Regions from separate parts of the Bos taurus genome. Here region 2 is linked to region 1. A link is a contact called in public Hi-C data. All regions are on one chromosome and are shown on one strand. Each heading gives the region's core, a stretch centred on a gene start, on an enhancer-like site or on the middle of the called end of the contact. The rest is flanking DNA. Distances are from core to core; before and after follow the strand shown.

Evidence for each region. A called contact is a pair of places that touch in the nucleus more often than the background predicts.
Region 2: a Hi-C map of liver shows a contact between it and region 1, with 1.7 times the contacts expected there. The contact joins two enhancer-like sites. A contact is called at or near these places in 2 of 11 Hi-C or Micro-C datasets (liver and skeletal muscle).

What each region holds. Positions count from the first base shown.
Region 1 is chr11:88,693,026-88,695,790 of ARS-UCD2.0, reverse strand. No RefSeq gene overlaps it. Among named protein-coding and RNA genes, the nearest start is that of ID2, 87 kb to the right of the region's middle. Within about 2 kb of position 1,375, at least 5 of the 102 cell types and tissues checked have an H3K27ac peak or open chromatin away from gene starts, as enhancers often do. A contact at or near this core is called in liver, where this site is marked.
Region 2 is chr11:88,731,825-88,734,993 of ARS-UCD2.0, reverse strand. No RefSeq gene overlaps it. Among named protein-coding and RNA genes, the nearest start is that of ID2, 130 kb to the right of the region's middle. Within about 2 kb of position 1,308, at least 29 of the 102 cell types and tissues checked have an H3K27ac peak or open chromatin away from gene starts, as enhancers often do. A contact at or near this core is called in liver, where this site is marked.

The DNA of each region.
Region 1 (2,765 bases), core at 126-2,625:
CCCTGGCTCCACCACAGGTTTGCCGTGTAATCTTAGACAACTTTCCTCACCTTTCCGCACGTTGAAGCACCATCACCTTCTTGAGGAAGAAGAAACACAGCTAGGTTTGGGGATCTGTGAAGTTTGGGTTTTCTGGGGCCTTTTTCATTTTGTTTTAGGATCCCTTTTTATGATTATTCAAACCACTTCAAAATATCTGAACTTACCACTTCTAAGTTGGCTGTGAGTCACCTGACACAGGCATTACTAGATGAGAATTAAAAATCTGGGGTTTGAGAAGTTATCCTGCTCAGATACAGGAGGAAAGGTTGCCCTGGGGAGGGTGCCCAGTGAGTGATCAGATTCCTGGCTGCTGGGTGTGGACCTCAGCCCCAAAGCCACGCATAAGACTCTTGACACCTCTAGAGTCTTCTCCTCCCATACCTGAGGCTATGTCCCTTCTTCAACACAGCTCTGCGCTCAGATGCAGGACAGCCTGGACCCCAGCTACTGGGCAGAGCTGGAGAAGATGCCGGGCTCCAAGCAAGGGGCTGACAGCTCTCAGAGGTTGAGAGGAGGGGCGAGAGGGGACTGTCTCCCATGTGGATGGCCAGCTCTGCTTTGCCTGCCTGAAGCTAGGTTTCCAGTTGACCCCTCAGGACCTGGACAAGTCACAGAGGTCACCAGGCCAGGTCCAAGAAGCAGGAATCAGCCAGCAGCCAGAAAATCTAGTGATGGGACAAAGATGGAGTGGGTGGGGGCGGCTTCTGGTAGATTCGTTTGCCAGAACAACTGCAGGACATGAGTGTTGCAGGGACTCAAGGAGGAGAGGGCCTGAGGCAACCGGAGGCCGAGGGGACCAAACCTGAGCTCAGTATGGTGGGGGCGGGGATGAGCATGCCCAGTCACATCCAGACAGAAGTGGGGTGTGGCGGCGCAGGGCCCAGGCGAGGGCCAACCCCACTGGGCAGCAAGGGTGGTCCAGGGTCAGGACTCATCTCAGGAGCCAGAGTGGATCGTTCCAAACCAAGGCAAGGCACAGACCAGCTCAGGACAGCGTGCCCAAAAGCTTAAATCAACCCCAGGTTTGGGATGAGTTTGCAACTAAACCCAAGATGACACACGTTTGCTTTACAGTGAGAAAAATGAGGTTTGAAAGCAAACCTTGAGCTTCGGGTGTGATTCTAGAGGACTGATTTGAGTTGAAAGGCCCCCTCCGCCTGCCTGCCTGCCTGGCCCGTGTCGCCCACAGCACCACAGCCACCCCGGCCATCCAGCCCAACCCAGGTGGAGGGCCTGGGTGACCCTCAGAGGCTGTTGGCTTTCCTCTGGGGTGAACCCGCGAGTCCGGGGCCCAGAGGACCGCAGTTGCTGAGAGAGCGCTGAGGGGAGGAAGTGAACGCTCCAACTTCTGCTTCTCCCTGCCCCCACAGCAGGGCTTCCTTGAGGAGTAGACCTTTCACCCCTGTGGGGGCTGGGGAACCTCACTTTCCTCTCTAAAACTCCGCATGTTATGAAGAGACGTTCAACATCACTAATCATTACAGAAATGCAGATCAAAGCTACGATGAGGTACCTCTTCAGGCCAGCTGGAATGACCATCATTAAGTCATAACAAATGCTGAAAAGGGTGCAGAGAAGAGGGGAGCCCTTCTACACTGTTGGTGAGAGTGCAGACTGCTGCAGCCCCTGCAGAGAGCAGTATGGAGGGTCTTCAAAAAACTAGAGTTGTCTTGGGATCCAGCAGTCCCACTCCTGGGCATATAGCCAGACAAAATTATAATTCGAAAAGATACATGTACCCCCATGTTCATAGCAGCACTGTTCACAATAATCGCGACATGGAAACAACCTTGATGTCCATCAGCTGATGAAAAGAGAAGACGTAGTGCGTATATACAGTGGAGTTTTACTCAGCAGTAAAAAAGAATGAGGTAATGCCATTTGCAGCAGCATGGATGGGCCTAGAGATTATCATATTAAGTGAAGTAAATCAGAGAGAGACAAATATTATACGATACCACTTATAATATGAGCTGCTACATGTTATAATTCGAGCTGCTATGTATTATCAGTTCAGTTCAGTTGAGTCGCTCAGTCGTGTCCAACTCTTTGCGACCCCATGAATCGCAGCACGCCAGGCCTCTCTGTCTATCACCAGCTCTCAGAGTTTACCCAAACTCATGTCCATTGAGTCAGTGATGCCATCCAGCCATCTCATCCTCTGTTGTGCCTTTCTCCTCCTGCCTTCAATCTTTCCCAACATCAGGGTCTTTTCAAACGAGTCAGCTCTTCACATCAGGTGGCTAAAATATTGGAGTTTCAGCTTCCACATCAGTCCTTCCAATGAACACCCAGGACTGATTTCCTTTAGGATGGCCTGGTTATTATAGTAGCTTATAATAATGAGCTCCTACAGCTTCCCTTGTAGCTCAGTCGGGAAAGAATCTGCCTGCAATGCAGGAGACCTGAGTTCCATTCCTGGGTTGGGAAGATCCCTTGGAGAAAGAAATGGCGACCCAGTCCAGTTTTCTTGCCTGGAGATTCCCATGGACAGAGGAAGGAGCCTGGCAGGCTACAGTCTATGGACACGCCAGAGTCAGACACAACTTAGTGACTAAACTACTGAAAAGTGGAATCTAAAATATGACACAAGTGAACTTATCTATGAAGCAGAAACAGACTCACAGACACAGAGAACAGACCAGTGGTTGCCAAGGGGGAGGAGGAGTGGGAGAGGGGTGAATTGGGAGTTTGAGGTTAGCAGTTGTAAGCTCTTTACATAG
Region 2 (3,169 bases), core at 59-2,558, 39 kb before region 1:
ATGAATCCTCACCCCTGCCCTCACCCAATTTTAACCACTGGACCTCCAGGAAGTCCCAGGCTGGAGGTTTTACATTCAGACAGTCTCCCAGGTATACTGCCGCTGGCCACCCTGGCCTCACCGTGCTTGAGAAGTGACCATCTAGCCAATTAAAAATACTTAACATGAGGCTCACCAACGTTTTGGACAACTTCAAAACTCTGGCTCAAACTTGTGGTTACCAAGAGGGGAACGGGGAAGTGAGATCACTTGGGAGATTGGGACTGACGTACACACACCACTGTGTATAAAATAGATAACTAATGAGGACCTTGCTGTTGTTCAGTCGCTCGGTTGTGTCCGACTCCTGGTGACTCCATGGACTGCAGCATGCCAGGCTTCCCTGTCCTTCACCGTCTCCCGGAGATTGCTCAAACTCGTATCCATTGAGTTGATGATTCCATCCAACCAACTCATCCTCTGTGTCCCCCTTCTCGCATCAGGAACCCTTCTCAATACTCTGTAATGAACTATATGGGAAAAGAATCTTAAAAAGAGTGGATAGATGGACACATATAGCTGATTCACTTTGCTGTACGGAAGAAACTGACCCAACATTGTAAAGCAACTATACTCCAATGAAAATTAATGAAAGAAAACCCTCTGATCACAGCCTGAAAAAAAAAAATGAGTGAGCACATTCTCAGTTTCCTACTTGAAGGAGTCATTTGCTACGGTGGGGGATTTTTCTCTGCACTTTCTGAAATGCCAGGAAATACAATTTCAAATGTGACTACTCTGTCCTCATCCGGGCACTACAAGCTCACCTGGCTGTACCTCAGAGGGCGCCCGGGGCTCCCCGCCAGGGCGCCAGCACCCAGCTTAGAGTTACGTTCTGACTCCTCTGAACATGACACCCCATCCTTCGGCACGGGTGCACTCAGAAAAAATTCCCGTAGATCACACGCACGCACACACATGCCGGGCCCCACACACGTACACACGCACACACACAGCCTCAGCTTCCGGTTGGCGATGAATGTGCGGGTGTTTCTCTGCTTCTCACTCGCAGGAACAGCCCACGGGGACAGCGCAGGTGCTGTCCCTCCGCGAGCCAGGGAGATGTCCACTGGCACCAGGGCAGCATCCCCACAGGCCCGGGGCCAGTGAATCACGCAGCCCGGTCCTTCCCCAGTTCCCGGAGCTGGCAGAGCTGACTGAAAAACCAGTAGCAGCTGGCAGGAAATGGGTGCGAGCACTGACCACAGATAAACTGTAGGGCTCCACAGAGCCACAGCAGAGAGACCCTGCGACAGGAAGTCGAGCCGTCAGGCCACAGCCCCACGCCTGCTCACGGGGCACCCCGGGGGCCACGGAGGACTGCGGGCCCCCGATAACACTGTGGGACACAGCTGTGGGGTCACGACCACGGGAGGCGCACGGGCGGCCAGACCGGGAGGGCCCGCGGCCCCGGAGGGAGGGGAAGAAGTGGCCAGGAAGGAGGAGGAAGCAGAGAAAAACCCCTGACTGGGAGTTCCAGGCTCTGCCTTCAGCAGCAGCAAGGGCAACGGTCCTGGCTGGCAGGGTCAGTGATGAAATAACAGCCGGCCTTGGGCTACCCTGTCAAAGTCAAGGCTGCGAAGGCCCACGCGCATTTCTTATCCAGGGTCCCTCCTGCAAAACAACCCACTCCCGGGAGTAAAGGGCCCCACTGAGCACAAGAAGCAAAGAAGCACCGCTCTGCATACAGTGTGCAGACTCAACACTTGCAAACACTCTCAAAGCTTCTCGGCCAATTCAGGGGACAGACCCTCTCAAATACATCATGACAGAGGGATCAATGGCCAGGCAGCACACAGATCTTTCCATACATTATCCAGCTTAATGCTCACAGACATCCTAGGAGATGGGTCGGATCACACCCCCATCTTACAGATGGGTAAACTGAGGCTCGAGGAATTAGCCCACCTTGCGCTGGGTCGTGAGCTTATGAAGGACAGAGCCCTAATTCAAGGTCTGACTTCAGTCTCCATGCTGGGCACCACGTTCAATATCCTCCACTCACAGGGAGAGCCTGTAGGTGCTGGAAGTGTGGAAGAGAGAGACGGGGAGGCTAGCAGACCTGAGAGTGGGGGCCTGCAGTTAGCGTCCAGTAACATCCTCCCACAGCCCGGGGGGGACGCCAGGCCAAGAGGCCCAGTGAGAGGGGACCAAACATCTTTGCACCCCAAAGCAGACCCAGGGGTCCATCCACAGACAGCCAGAGCAGGGTGACGCTCTGGCCACTGGCTCCTCGGGGATATTTTTGGACAAGCTCTAGCTCTGCACTTGAACTCCTGAACCGGGTATCCGACTCCCAGGGAAAGAGAGGCTGGGTTGAGAAGAGCCAACGTGGGCATTCCCAGGCCTCTGTCTGCCTCTCCTGTGGGTGGCACGCTGCAAGGGGCGGGGGTCGCCTTCCTGGCTCTGAGGAGCAGCCCAGGGCACCTGCCCCAGGGGTGAGAGCGGCCCCCTCTGCTGGCCCCGATTCGGGCCCGTCTCCCCGTCTCTAGCGAGACGAAGTTCAGCTGGGCGACTGACTCACCCTTGTTCCTGGAACTGTCTGAAGGCGGGAGAGGATGCTGTGGGTAGATTCTAACTGTATCATCTGGGCTGGGGCCGGTAGCAGATGGTCCTTAGGAAAAAAAAAAAATACTTCCATGTGGGCTTAAAATAGCTCAGCACTCACCATCAGCTGAATGGGGAAATGTACGAGCTCACGGGTCACGTGGGGGTGGGCGCTGCAGGTTGGGACACGGAGCCCTGGGGCACAGCCACAGAGGCAAGGCCCAGAAGGCGGAAAGGAGAGGCCACAGCACCCCAACCCCCCGCAATCTGCCCAGCCTGGTGGAGGAGGCGGCGGCCCCCTGACAGTTTGGAGTCCACGTGACCCACGGCCACAGAGAGGACCAGGGTCTGAGACCCACAGCTGGGGCGCGGGCACGAGGCCTGGACCTCGGAGCCTGCCCGGGTTAAATCTCAGATCTGCCACTCGCTGTTTCGTGCGCCCTGGGGCAGGTCGCTTCCTCTTTCTGCGCCCCAGTTCCCCCATCTCTAAAGTGGAGCAAACTCAGCAGCCTTCTCTGGGGCAGGCTGGTGGGGGGAGTGGCGTCTGCAGGAGCCCAGCCCCCCGGGAGGGGCTCTCTAAGCT